Regions from separate parts of the Mus musculus genome. Here regions 1, 2 and 3 are each linked to region 4. A link is a contact called in public HiChIP or PLAC-seq and promoter capture Hi-C data. All regions are on one chromosome and are shown on one strand. The core of a region is the stretch at or near the end of the contact, and the rest is flanking DNA. Distances in the headings are between cores, read along the strand shown. Region 1 holds the start of Bex3 (brain expressed X-linked 3). Region 2 holds the start of Tceal9 (transcription elongation factor A like 9). Region 3 holds the start of Tceal5 (transcription elongation factor A (SII)-like 5). Region 4 holds the start of Zcchc18 (zinc finger, CCHC domain containing 18).

Region 1 (3,246 bases), core at 442-2,941, 720 kb after region 4:
TTTATGCTTTAAGGACACAATAATGATTATTCAGTTGCTTTATTGACTTGACATTGCTTTCCATGCTAATGGGCAACACTGCACTGTTGACAGAAACTCACACTGAGTGGGAAGGCAATCTCCAATTAGAAGCTGGCAACACAAGCCCCACCTGGCACATGGCATGGAAATAACACAAGGCTCACCACAAACGGGTCATTAAAGGCATGTCAGGAAAATGCGAGGAAAAGGGCTACAGCGGGAGTCACAGTATGGATCTCAGGGGGGAATGACCGAAGTCAAGGCATAAGGCAGAATTCATCATGGTGATCGTGGTGGTTAGACAGCTCCCCCATAAGGATGCGTAGACAATTTCTCAGCTGTAGCTCCCTAAGCTTTCTCCGGATCTCTCTCATCTCCTCCATGAACATTTCCATATCATCTCCATCTCCACCCAACCCGTCATTCATCTGCCTGTTGGGAATGGCCCATCGGAAGTTAGGGGCAAGTCGGCGAGCCTGGCCTCTTCGGTGGTGGTTGTGGTTATGGTTGTGGTTGTTGTTGTTGTTGTTTGCAGCAGGCTGGTGGCCCTCACCTCCTCCCACAGGGCGGTCTTCCTGTCCATTCTGCAGGGGCTGCTCCATCTCTTCGTTTTCCTGGTGGACATTGGCCATGATGAGATTTTGTTTCCTGGTTGCTATTCTTTGAACACAAGCAAGACAGGGCAAGGGGAGGAAAAAAAAAAAAAAACCCAAACTGAATGCTCGATGCAGTGACCAGCAAAAGTCAGAGATTAACAACAAGGATTTTCATTATTATTTTTTTCCCACCTTAGAGTCTCCAGGCAACCTCTAGGGAGCCTCCATTTCGAGCCCCTCCCCCCTCCCAGCTCTCTGTCCCCTCCCTCCCCCAAAGCCCACCATTTTTTATTTCCCAGGATCCTTTCCCTGAGCTTTCAGCCACCAAAATGGAGGACTGAGAAGAAGAGTAGTGTGGAGTGGGGGCTCTCACAGGGGTCCTAGACAGGGCTTTCCCCAACCTCCCCCAGCCACCCACCCCACCCCCACCGCCACTGAACCAACCTGGGCCTATCCCTTGCGGCGTAGTCCTCCTGTCAATTCCCGCTGCCGCCTGGACTCTCGGCTTCCAGTCAATCTGCAGACAGGGTGGGATGGGAAGGACTGGGCGCCGAGCTCAGCACCGCACCCGCCTTCCTCGGACCCACCGCCCATCCCCCTACACGGCCGCCCACGATCTCTAGCAGCCCCGTCCCCATCCCCGTCCCCATCCCCGTCCCCATCCCCGTCCCCATCCCCGTCCCCATCCCCATCCCCGTCCCCGTCCCCGTCCCCGTCCCCGCTCTCCGGGGCTCGCTCTAGCGCTCTCCGCTGCGGGCCCGCCCAGCCGCCCCTCTCCCGGGACCCCCGCGCCGTCCCCGCCCCTGAGCCCGGGCGTCCCTTCCCGGGCGCAGCCGGGGTTCCCCGCGCGGTGCACAAAGCCGCGGTGCGCGCCCGCCCGTCGCGAGGCTGTCGCCCGCAGGGCCGCGGCGTGCAGGCCCCTTACCTGTCCCGCTCGCCTCGGGCCCGCTGCCAGCCCGCCGCGCGCAGAGGAGCTCCGAGCTGCTGGCCAGACGCTCGTGACGACTGCACCCAAGGCTGCGTCGCTCTGCAGCCCCGGGTCACGTGAGGGCCCTGCGTCACTGCCAAGCCCGCTCCCCCTGTTCGGGAGGCCAGTGCGACAGGAGGCCCCGCCCCCGCCTCCCCGCCGCCAGTGCTCACCTCGGGCCCCACCCGTCACTCATCCGGATCCTCACCAATCTGAGGAACCACAAGTGGCATCACCATCAGGAGGTTGGACATCTCCCTTCCCTGTTACCAGGGAGGGTCTGCACCATCCTCTATGTCTCCCTCCCACTATAGCCAGGTCTTGGCTTTGGCCTTCTTTGAGATTCCTCTCCACCTTATCCAAATGTTTTCTCCAGAACTTCTCCCCATAACACACCAAGAGATAGAGAGTGGGGTAGACTGTACATATTTCTCTTTATTTCCTTAAAACATACACACACAGGTACACACACACATACACAACCCCACACACAAGCGCGCGGGTACACACACACACACACACATAGGCATGATCAGCATGATTTAGAAAATTCAAAATTATAAGGACCACTCCTTTTTTGGAACGCTGGGGATTGATCCTCTAGCTTAATAATTGCTGGACAAGCTGTCTTCTACCGAGGTGTATTTACAGACCGCTCCAGCCCCTGCCCCCCAACACACACACTTTTTAAACTAAAAAGAAAAAAGAGTACAGTGCCTGTCTATGTTGTTGGGGCTGCCCTTGAATTTCATTCCTTCTACATCAGCCTCCCTTGTAGCTAAGGTTAAAAGGCTTGCACTATCAAGGCTGGTGAGTTTTCAGTTTTGAAAAAAAAAATATGCTTCATTCTGCAAAATGAAAAGAAAAAAAAGTGCTATTTATACTATCACACAGAAAAATATCTTCTCTAGGTTTGGGGTGTCAGTTTTGAAATACCCTGTACTCGTCTGTTACAATTTTTTCTTTAAAAAGAAAGGACACTTGCTGAATACAACTAATGCTTTAAAACAATTCTGGAATCGTTCCTACAGAAAGAAGTCATACTTTTCTATGATTTTGGAGGTGTGGCAGGTTCTCAGTTGTAATCCCTGACTATATGGAGCTCACTCTATTTAACAGGATGCCCTCAAATTTGGGGTGATCTTCCCTGCCTCTGCCTCCTCCTTCTGCCTCCCAAGGCCTGGTGTTATCTGAGATGTCTCTGATTCCACAGTCCTCAGGAAAAAGAGCCATTTGAATTCTTGGCTTTCCTCTCCAAGCCTTTCAACCCACCCTATAAATAATAAGCTGAGAAATATAACATATCTAGAAGTTATCCCCAAACCTTCTACTCTGGTATAAATGCCTCAAGAAATATTAGAACTAAGCAAAGGATGGATGAACTTGGTGTGAAAACTCATACTGAAGGCAACTGTTTCTTCCACCCTGAAATCGCTGTACAAAGTGTCATTCTGTGGCCCAGACAAGCCTGGAGTTGAAATCGGTTTCTTTAAAAGTAAATAAAACAAACAAACAAAGGTCACAGGTAGAAGGTAGATTTTTGGAAACATAGTTGCCAATATTTACAACTTAATAACTTCATTATGCGAACAAAGTTGCTTCTAGTTTGGGCCTCAAATTTCTGTATGGTGTCCTGGTAAATGAGGCAGGTTCCTGGGGATA
Region 2 (3,140 bases), core at 420-2,919, 750 kb after region 4:
GGAAAATGCTAATGAAAAGAAAGCTAGATCGCAATGGTAACATCAGATAAAAGGGAAAGCAAGCCAAGCTACATTAAATAGGGGTAAGGATGGCTTCGGTTAGCCTTCCAACGCGTCACTATAAGTTTGTTTCTCACTTTCCTGATCTCATCTAGCTCCTCCACATCTCTAAACAGATCATCACTGCTCAGGTGCCTGTTGTGTATATCCTCCTGAAAATCCTGCAGAGACCGGATCAGCCTCTCCCGAAAAGTTTCTTCGGATTTCTCCTCCTCCTCGGGTTCCTGCCCCTCCTCGGGCTTTTCCTCCGGCTTTGGCTCTTCCTCAGGCTTTGGCTCATCCTCCTTTTCTAGGTTTCCTTCCATTTTTTGGCAGGGTTTCATCTTGTGTCTGCTTCTCTTCTTTGCTGCTTCCTGCAGAATACGGGAATGCAATGATTTCTAGGAAGCGAGGGGGGAGGGGAGGGGGAGGGGGAGGAGGAGGAGGAGGAGGAGGAGGAGGTGGTGGTAGATGGAAGACTTGGTAGATGGGCAGGTGCTGTGCACAAAGGTCTCCTCACCGTTTGCTTACGCCCTCCCCATCCCACCCCCCCTCCGTCCACTCTTGCCCCCTCCCGCTCTCCCTCTCCCCACTTCCCTCTTTCCCCTCCTCTCTTCCCCCCACCCTCGTTCGGTCTAACTGCCCTCACCAGATACCTTCCACCTGAGAAACCCAGTCCGCAATCAAGGTTTCCCTGTCCCCGCCCCTCTTACCTCCATTTTCCACCCCCTCCCCTCTCTAGTCCCTCCCTCCAGCATTTTCCAAGGCCTTCCTTCCCGCCTCCCGCCCCAGCCCTCCACAAATCTTTCTCCCTCCCAGGCCTAACACAGGCCCCTCCGAAAGGGGTGGGGGGAAGGGAGAGGGGACTGGGGCCTTCAGCCTCTGCAGGCCTTCACCGACCCATATCCTGGGGGAGTCTTTTATAAAGTTCCCCCTCACTTACCAGGTACAGATCTGGTCGATTTCTTTTTCCTACTTATTTTAGCCTGGTGCGGTACAAAGAACAAACCTGCAGGCAAACGGAGAAGGGAGGGGATGTTGGGGGTGGGGCAAGCAAGCCCTCGGTGCTCAGCAGAGCACTACCACGGACCCAGCTCGCCGAGCTCTCCGCATTTAAGGGCTTGCTTATGGAAGTTTCCCACCCTTTGTTTCCCAAAGGACTCCTCCTTCCCACCCCGCAAGTTAGCCTGTCTTTCTCACCAGACAGAGGGTAAAAAGGAGCTATTCTTCCCCAACTATCTGTAGATCCGAGACGAGGTTTGGGAAGCAAAGTGGGGGTCCAAAATCTCAGAGTATGATTATTTTGGAATCGTCACAGCCCCCCTTGTTTTCTCTTGGGACCCCCTAGTCGTTTCACAAGTGTCCTTTCCTGAAGAATTAAAGGTACGAGGTGGAGGGACAGACTTAACCAGGACTCAAGTCACTACCCTAGACCACTGTAAACTACAAAAATCCTTGGCAGTAACGGCTTAAAACACTAACCTGATGAATTGAAGCAAGCTGTCTCTTCTGGCCGCTGGCCTCTCGCACCACCGTCTGCAAGGCTAAAGGGAGCTGGTACCCAGATGGAAACAAGGACCAGACTAGCAGGATTTCTGCACACGTCGACTCCTGGTCACATGAGATCTACGTCACCAGTGAGGTCCGGTCCCCGATCTCCACTCCCACAAAAAGCGCGGCAGATGTGGCCCCGCCCTCCGCTCCCATCTACCACCCCCTCTCTAAACATTCATTTGGCCTTGTCAGTCTTTTCTGGAGGAAGAAAAAAAAAGAATGTGCGGATTGGTTTTATTGTTGTTGTTCTTTTTGCAGCTCTCTGATTACTAAAGAGGAGCGTCATATTTTTTGAAGCTACGGAACTTTTCGGCTTCTTTTAATAATAGGCTCTTCCTGTCTCACGCTCCTAACTGCCAGTACCACTCACCCCCCACCTAGCTTTCCTTAGCCCCTCCTCCTTCATCTGAAACGCACTCCTTTGTTGTGGAGCCAGGTAGGTAGGTCAGAAAGCAGTGGGAGAGGGGGAATCTTGAAATAGAAGTGGGATTTTTCTTTAAGGCAACTTAAACTTTATTCTTAATACGTCTGTAGTCTTTTCGAAAGTAATGTTGTTTTACAGTCAGAAGTGACAGCCAAATTACTTTAGATACATTTGTGAATTCATACATGTTCATTTCTTATACTAGTGCCTAGTGTTTTTTAGTAAATGCATTCAAAGTATATGCCTTTACATTTTTTATTATATTGTGGTGTTACTTGGGGGAATTATTTAAAAAGAAGAAAAATCATGTTTAACTCTAGAGGCCTGCTGGTGGTATTATTACCAAGAAGTGGTGTCGCCTGAAGAATCGCTGCTTCAACACTTGCCAGCATAGATTGTTCGAAAACAGTCGCCTCATCTTAAAGAAAGTAACACTTTATATACACCACGAATTGTTGGACTGTCTTAACAATATGTGTCTGCTCTAAATCGCTTAGCTCATAGAAAACTTTCAACATTTACTTATTCCCATTTTATTTCATATATATGCATATCTCACTCACGCTGGAGTGAGACTGGATATAGTATAATTATGTTCCCCTTTAACAGGAGGACTCTAGCTTCTTTATCTTGTACTTGACTTTAAATTAAACTTTAAACTTGACTAGTCAAGTTGCTAGTTTTATGATGATGATGGTTGCTTGGGTTAAGGACTTAAAAGCCTCTATAGGTGAAAGTATTGGCTGCTCACTTGGTTACATATACCTAGTAAGTGTCTAAAATGTCTAAAAAATATATTTTAAAACTTGGCATTGCTGCTTTCAAACTGTATCTTCTGTTTGGTCATCTTAACCTTTGAGTCAGATTTCTGCTCAATTTTACATGTAGACATAGCAGTCATTTAAGATGTGGCTTGTTCAGAACAATAATACAAGGTTGTTTTGACCTAAATTTGCACACTGTGTTCCCTCTCCAAGGCTACAGACACCAAGATAAGAGGAAGTAAGACAATATTCCATTCTTGGCCATTGGAATCTAGAAGTCTCCAGTAAACAGTGCTCTGCTGCTGTTACCTCTGTTCCTTTTCCTGTCTACAAAGCTGCTTTGCATCCCTGAATCCACT
Region 3 (3,504 bases), core at 706-3,205, 790 kb after region 4:
AGGAAGACCAACAGAGTCAACTAACCTGGACTCTTGGGGCTCTCAGAGTCTGAACCACCAACCAAAGATCATAACGGGCTAGACCTAGTACTCCCAGCACATACATAGCAGACGTGCAGTTTGGCCTTCATATGGGTTCCGAACAACTGGGATGGGGCCTATCCCAAAAGCTGTTGCCTGTCTGTGGGATATGTTCTAGTAGCCAGGCTGCCTTGTCTGGCCTCAGAGTGAGAGGAAGCACCTAGCCTCACAGAGATTTGAAGTGCCAGGGTGGAGGGATACCTAGGGGGGCCCTTCCAGCTGAGAGGAGAAGGGGAGGGAAAAGGGGGGAGGAGTGAGTGGGATATAAAATGAACAAGTAAAAAAATTAATTAAACTTAAAAAAGAAAAGAAAATGCTTGAACTCAAGGACTGAGTATCTGTTTCTCCTCTCAATTACATTCATGCATAGTGTCTTTTCTTTTCTCAAGCTCATACTTCCTGCTTCCTCATTATGTCCTGCTTATGTATCAGAGTTATTTTTAAGTTCCTATGACATAGATCATCCTACAGAGTCTATATAGCCCAATAATTCCTGCACATATATCCCTTCAATATTATCCTGGGTGGTCAGGTCAGAACACATGGTCTAGATCAACCAGTATAATCAGCATGTCAAATACCAAGTCAGAAGGTACCAAAAGATGAGTATGGATTATAGTCAGAAACCTTGAAGAATGGGTAGGCATTTCTTGGATGCCTTGGTGGTGAAGGTGGCCAAGTTGAAAGACCTTGCAAGCCATACTGTCCAAGTAATATAGAAGGGAGAAGGCCGTGTCTAGGGAAGCTTCCTTCTGCCAAGGTTTGTGAATAACGTCAGGAAGGAAACAGGTCTAAGGGCTCTCCTTGCACTAATTACTTCTTCAGGCTTCCTGAAACCCAAAGTTGCAAGAGGATAGAGGAGATCTGATTTTCCTTTCTTCTATGCTGGAGCTGATTTCTTCTGGTGGGACTCTGGAGGAGAGAGAGAAATGTGTTAAAAAGCATTTATTAAATTGACTACCTGTGTCACCTACTATGTAGGTTTTTGAAAAGGTCAACACATTCGGGTGTCCAAATGCAGAAAAAGAGGAGAGGCTCTGAAACATGGGCGGGGGAGGGAACCAGGGCTTCCTCTTCTCTTCCCAAAGTATGGATGATACAAACGTTCTGCATCACCTGGGTTACATAGCTCTTTCCCTTCCTCAGGGTGAGTGAGATAGCCACAGTCCAATGTTCGAAACTGGTATTTTGTTAATCATTAGTTTTCTACCTATCGTTCAACAATTGTTTGAGAACATTTGGTATTTTGTAAGTAGCCAATTCAAGTACAAGTGTGACAGGTCTTCAGAGTAGAAAAATTGGAGACCGATCTTTTCCCTTATTTTAAACACTTTATTTTAAATGAAATAGTTTTGTGCTCATAAGAATAACACATGTTCAGTAGAATAAATGAAGTTTTTTTTTAAAAAAGAAACTATTAAAAAGAAAAGAAAATCTCCATTTCCACAGCTTGCTTCACTTCCAAATGATCTGACCCTACCCTTTATGTGCAGGTGTAGACCATGTGTAGAATGAACATCGGTGGCTAAGAGATGAAGTGGATTGAAGAAGTATATGATTTGCCCTTTTTAAAAAAACGATAAAGCGGTCCCCAAGTCCTCTGAGATCTTAACAGGAAACGGTATTAGGAAAAGATGCAGCCTCTCCCTAATGAGCACACAGGACTAAACACACATCACGAACCATATTTGACCTCTGGAATTTGCAAGTAACAAAATGAATGACAAGGCCTCATGCTGTGGGGGAAGGGACAGAAAGTGGTGGGGGTAGTGAGGGGGAAAGTAGGCTGGCTCCTGACGCACTTTCTTGTGCTTGGGAGGGGAACTAAGGGACCTGAGCCCACTGGTGACGTTCCTGTCACGTGATCAGGAGCAGACGTATGCAGAAGTCTCTCTCTTCCAGGTACCAGCTACCAGCTCCTTATCTCCGTGGAGGAAGGCAGACTTGAAACTGAACGACAGAGGGGGGGCAACTGCCCTATAGCCCGGCAGGTTGGTACAAGCCAGGGATTCCTGAGGGAGGGGTGGTAATGGACAGAGGCTACCGAGCAGAGAGGACTCTGTCTGCTTTTCAGATACCGCCTCCTTCCCACCCCCATTCATTTTGGCGAAGAAGATTGTGTGAGTGTTGGGGGTAGCCGCTCTGATATTCTCGGAGAACTGTGGGCTAATGGCAGAAGGAAATGTGAGAAGGAGTCATTTCCCAGGGATAACTACAAATCCTTCAGTGCCTGCAGAGCGCTGGGTAGGAATGACAGCAGGCTAAGACCAGAGCTGATTCCAAACAGATCCTGGAGTCCTTTCCAGATGCTCACCGACTTGCTGCAGGAAATGGATGGGGATGGGGGACGGGGTCACTGGAAGGAGAACAGGGGTACAGAATACCAATAGAGATGTCATGGGAACAGTGATTGAGCTACATTGCCTTATAGAGGAGGAGGGTGGGGGAGGGGACAGCGGAGGGAGTGGGGGTGGTGATGGCCTAATCCCTTTTAGGTAGGAGGAGAGGGGCAGGGGTCCTGACTCCAGGTTGAGAAAGGTGAACTGTCCAAGCCAAGGCTCCTTTTCCTTTCCTTTCCCTTTTCTTTTTCTCTTTCTTTTTCTTTTTTTTTTTTCTCCTTTTCCCTTCTCCACCCCCCCCAACCAATTTGGATCCCAAAATGGTAGGCCGAGGTGACCAAGAGTGGGGGTTGCTGCAGAGGAGAGAAACAGGTTTAGTAGGAGGCTCAGCTCCTAATTAGGGAGTGACTCCCCAACTCGGAGGGATTCCACAGCAGGTATTAAAAACCCAAAATGGGTTCAGAAATAATTTGTCCCTTTCACTGTAGAAAGCTGGGTGGGTTTTTTTCTGGGTTTGTGTGGAGGAAGGAGTGAATGCAGTGCTGTAGTTATATCTGCCCTGCCTTCTCCTGCTTCCTCTATCTCCGTTTTCAGAAAAGTACTCAGCTATTATCAAGGGCCCCTAGGGGTGGGGGTTGGGTAGGGGGTCCTGGTACAGAGATCTGAGGACAGCAAGACCTGACTTCTGACTTTCAAACTCCTGAGCTATACTCATTTCGGTGAAGTGAGAGCAGATTTGTGCAGGGAAATCAGACACAGGGAAACAGTTTTCTTTTCTGCAGCCTTAGGACTAGAAAAAAAGGTAAACTGTTGAGGGAAACACATGGAAGAAAATCAGAGAACACAGAGAAAGGACGATGGACTGAGAGGGAGAAACTGGGAAAGTTTGGACGAAGATTCTTGGTCCTGCCTGTTAGTCATTTTCGACTTCTAATCCTTCACCACCTGATTCCCATCTCCCCACAGGTCTTCAAGTCTGTGGCTGTGGGCAGCAACCCAGCCAAGGAAACAGAAGACCTGCAGCATCAGTGCAGGTTAGTGAGAGAAGGGATGTGCTCCACCCTGGAATTAGAGCAAAAGATGG
Region 4 (3,207 bases), core at 314-2,813:
GGAATGGGCAAAAGGCATAAAAGCTGCATTCTGCCGGCGACTGTTACCCATCCTAGCAAGGAGGCTAGCCATGCCTGACAACAATTGGATATCTGAATACAAGACGCCTGGACTTTCTGCAAACAAAAGCAGTCCAATCTGCAGAAACCTCCAAAGGAACGTTCCCCAGCAGTCTCTTCCTTGTGTTTGGGTAGAAACTGTAAAACAAAACAAGACAAAACAAAAATTCAATAACGCAATAGACTTGGGAACAAGCCTCTAATCACATTTTCTACCATCTTGAATATTTGCCCACTGCCCTAAAACTACTCAGCAGGAAACTGCCATTTCCCAACCTTGAGGAGCAATAATTTTTGTGTGCTAGTGGGGCCTTTGTCAGTCACATCTCCTCCCTCTCTACTGCGCCCCACCCACCCCACTGCCTGTTCTCTAGGAGAGGCAACAACTGTTGCTTGGAATTCTAGCTACAACAACCTTTGGAGCCCCTACTAGGCTCTCAAATAAAGGGCAGTAGAGTAAACCTTACAGAATTATGTTAATAAGTAAGGCCTTAAATCTATTAGGTAGCAAGTTCCTCCCCCCCCCCGCCCTCTGCCCCCTCCCGCCCTCTGCCCCCTCCCCCTTTTCTAGGATTCTTACCAGAGCTCAGAAACTGGCTTCCACCTTTATTTCAAGCCTACTCTCTGCAACAGGTGCTTTCCGCAATAGCTCTTGTCCGGGTAGGATTGATCTCTGACCGCAGGCTCTCCGATCCAGGTGCCCTGGGCCTCTAGTCTAAACTGCGCCACAGCAAAAGGAAGGGAGGAGAAGGGTCTGAGACGTCAGCAGTCTCATCATTTCTTCACAGGCGCCATTGTCGCCAGGAGGAAAAACCCTACCTTCAGAATAAAAGCCAATGGGGACCACCCCTCCCCCAATCCATTTCACCCGGGGAAAACAGCGGCCTACCAGCTCTGCAATCAGTCACACAGAATTCACGTTTGAAATCGGCTTTGATGAGCTGCTATGGAGAAAAAGAAGAGAAATTGCAATACCCTCCCACCTCCGTATTTCTATTCCCGAAGAGATGAGAGAAAGGACAAACGGATTGTGAATCATTCTCATTGTCTTTTGCTACCTTTCTGGAAGAAAAAAAGTCCCCTCTCCAATCTAGGCAAATCCTAGGTAGGAAACTCACCTCATACCACCATATAGCCCAACCACTAGGGTGTTCACTTCCTTGCCTCGAAGCTGCCAATTCGGAAGCTCAAAATATTAAGGTTTCATCCTCCCATCTCCGCATTATGCAGTTGCACCTCCCTTTACCTTCGTAGATGAGCAGAGGATGCTCAGGGTCTGCTGCGAAGAGCTGTCTCACCTCGTAGGCCTTGCAGAGGAAAGGATGGCGCCTCAGCCTCAGAGCTGTCTGGGTTAGGCTCTCTGCAGGGTCGCCCAGCCAGGGGTAGCAGAGTCGCAGCCGCGGTTTCCAAGGCAGCTATAGCTGCCCCCGCCCTCAATTTCAGCCTGCAGAGCAGCAGCGGCGGCTTTTAGTCTCTGCCCATTGAGACAAAAGAGAGTGACGAAGGTAGTGGCGTGGCCAATCAGCTGTTCGCAGGGGCGGCCTCCCTGCAAAGCCTGGGCCAGGATGCTAATGCCTGCCAGAGGGGGGAACCTGCTAGAGGGGGCTGCGGCAGACTGGCGCGGGAGCGGGCGCGGCGTCAAGTGCAGCTTGGACTCACGGACCTGGCCCATTTACATTTCATTCGTGAGTTTGCAGCTTCCCCTCTCTTCCCTTCTTCCTATCGCCTTCTGCTTTGGCTCCCCTCCGATGCTTTGCGACCAGATGCCTTAAACACGAGGTGGGACCGAAACCAAGTGAACAATGAGAGTTCTTCACCTTTGTATAGGGGGGAAGGGGATAGCATTTGCTGAGCTCTTTCCGTGTGTCCTGTGCGCGTGCACGGACATCTCACGTATTCTTCTCATCAGTCTTGCGCTAAAACGTAGCAGTGCACCCATTTAACAGAGAGGAGGATGTAAGCACCTAGGCAGTATGGGTAGGAAGCACAGAATTAACAGTTCTCACCCCAGCCCTGGCATCTAGCCTCAAGGGTTACACCCTTTAAACACCCCCTTTCTAGTGTCAGATTAAGGCTTAGTGGAGAGAAGCCAAAATGAGGATGAAAGGACCAGTATAGGGCTACATAAAAATAATGACCAAAAACTGGTATCAACTCACAGATGAGAAAACTGAGCCACCAGGAGCTTAGGCTTCCTGTCCTGTATCGCAGCAAAGCAGCTAATAACGTCCGATTTTGCACCTCGGTCAGCTGTTCTGTTGATGCCAGCGCTTTCCTCTGTGTCGATGCCAACACTGCCCTGTGCTGGGCTACCCAGAGAGAGCATTTTCACTCGTCCATACATAGCCACAAACTATCTCAGCAGCTTTGCTCATAAAATGGTTGTGTTGATGAGAGGAGTGGGGAAGAGATGGGAAAGAAGAGAATGGAATCCTTTATGATATGCATTCTACCAAGGAGGAAACTGAGACACGTTTCTGCTCCCGATTTTACACGAAAACAAACCACCTGTTTATAAAAATAGCAGCATTTCTGTATGACCCCCCCCCCCCAAAGGAAATCGGACTTAGAGATGACTTGCCTAAAATTGCGAAGAAGCCAGAGCTCTCAATCTAGAATTCGTGCTACAAACTAAAGTATGGGCACCCAGCAAGCTACCACGCAATCATTGCTGAGGGCTTGTTGGAAATCACGTTCCTTGGGCTCCAGCTCTGGAGATTTGGCTTTGCTTCAGATTGGGGATGAGCAATGTCATTTGCATTTTACCTGTTGCTATAATTGATTCTGGGTTATAAAAAAAAGCTGTGAACCAGTGTTCTAAACACCACACCACGCCGAAGGCTATCAGTAAATGGGGCTGTCACTCAATTGTCTGTCCGTAGCCTATTTGTCATGAAACTTAATCCCAGAGCAGAAGTTGCTACTTCAAGTCCTTTTTGAAACTGCGTGCAAAGAATTTGACCACTTTTTTTTTTTCTGATGCCATAGCTCTATACATTTTCAGATGGGCCTGTGGCCTCCAAACAGTTAAGAACCATTCACTGCCCTACAATCTTCATAATATCTTCCTCTTTCAACACCTGCTTGAGGACAAAGTGTGAGAAACAAAACACCATTTGACCTAACCCCCACACCACAGCTCTCTGCC

The links. Promoter capture Hi-C pulls out the DNA fragments that hold promoters and counts their contacts. HiChIP or PLAC-seq counts read pairs in DNA pulled down with a chosen protein or histone mark.
Region 1: a promoter capture Hi-C map of hippocampal neurons shows a contact between it and region 4, with 4 times the contacts expected there. The contact joins the promoter of Bex3 here to the promoter of Zcchc18 in region 4. A contact is called at or near these places in 2 of 39 promoter capture datasets (hippocampal neurons and pre-B cells).
Region 2: an H3K27ac HiChIP or PLAC-seq map of embryonic stem cells shows a contact between it and region 4, with 8 times the contacts expected there. The contact joins the promoter of Tceal9 here to the promoter of Zcchc18 in region 4.
Region 3: a contact with region 4 is called in a promoter capture Hi-C map of hippocampal neurons, with 6 times the contacts expected there. The contact joins the promoter of Tceal5 here to the promoter of Zcchc18 in region 4. A contact is called at or near these places in 2 of 39 promoter capture datasets (hippocampal neurons and liver).

Annotation. Positions count from the first base shown.
Region 1 is chrX:136,268,698-136,271,943 of GRCm38.p6, reverse strand. Bex3 (brain expressed X-linked 3) reads right to left here and starts at 1,691. Exons shown (of 3, transcript NM_009750.2): 1 at 1,543-1,691; 2 at 1,062-1,134; 3 at 1-681. The coding sequence starts at 653. The coding sequence ends at 279.
Region 2 is chrX:136,243,609-136,246,748 of GRCm38.p6, reverse strand. Tceal9 (transcription elongation factor A like 9) reads right to left here and starts at 1,669. Exons shown (of 3, transcript NM_011712.2): 1 at 1,522-1,669; 2 at 983-1,048; 3 at 1-413. The coding sequence starts at 383. The coding sequence ends at 69. Gm39535 (a long non-coding RNA gene) reads left to right here and starts at 1,712. Exons shown (of 2, transcript XR_878245.2): 1 at 1,712-2,029; 2 at 2,995-3,140.
Region 3 is chrX:136,202,335-136,205,838 of GRCm38.p6, reverse strand. Tceal5 (transcription elongation factor A (SII)-like 5) reads left to right here and starts at 1,955. Exons shown (of 3, transcript NM_177919.3): 1 at 1,955-2,072; 2 at 3,387-3,454.
Region 4 is chrX:136,991,503-136,994,709 of GRCm38.p6, reverse strand. It overlaps Zcchc18 (zinc finger, CCHC domain containing 18), which reads right to left and starts at 1,563. Exons shown (of 4, transcript NM_025893.3): 1 at 1,358-1,563; 2 at 949-1,003; 3 at 640-779; 4 at 1-197. The coding sequence starts at 72. The region is part of intron 6 of Slc25a53 (solute carrier family 25, member 53); the gene reads left to right.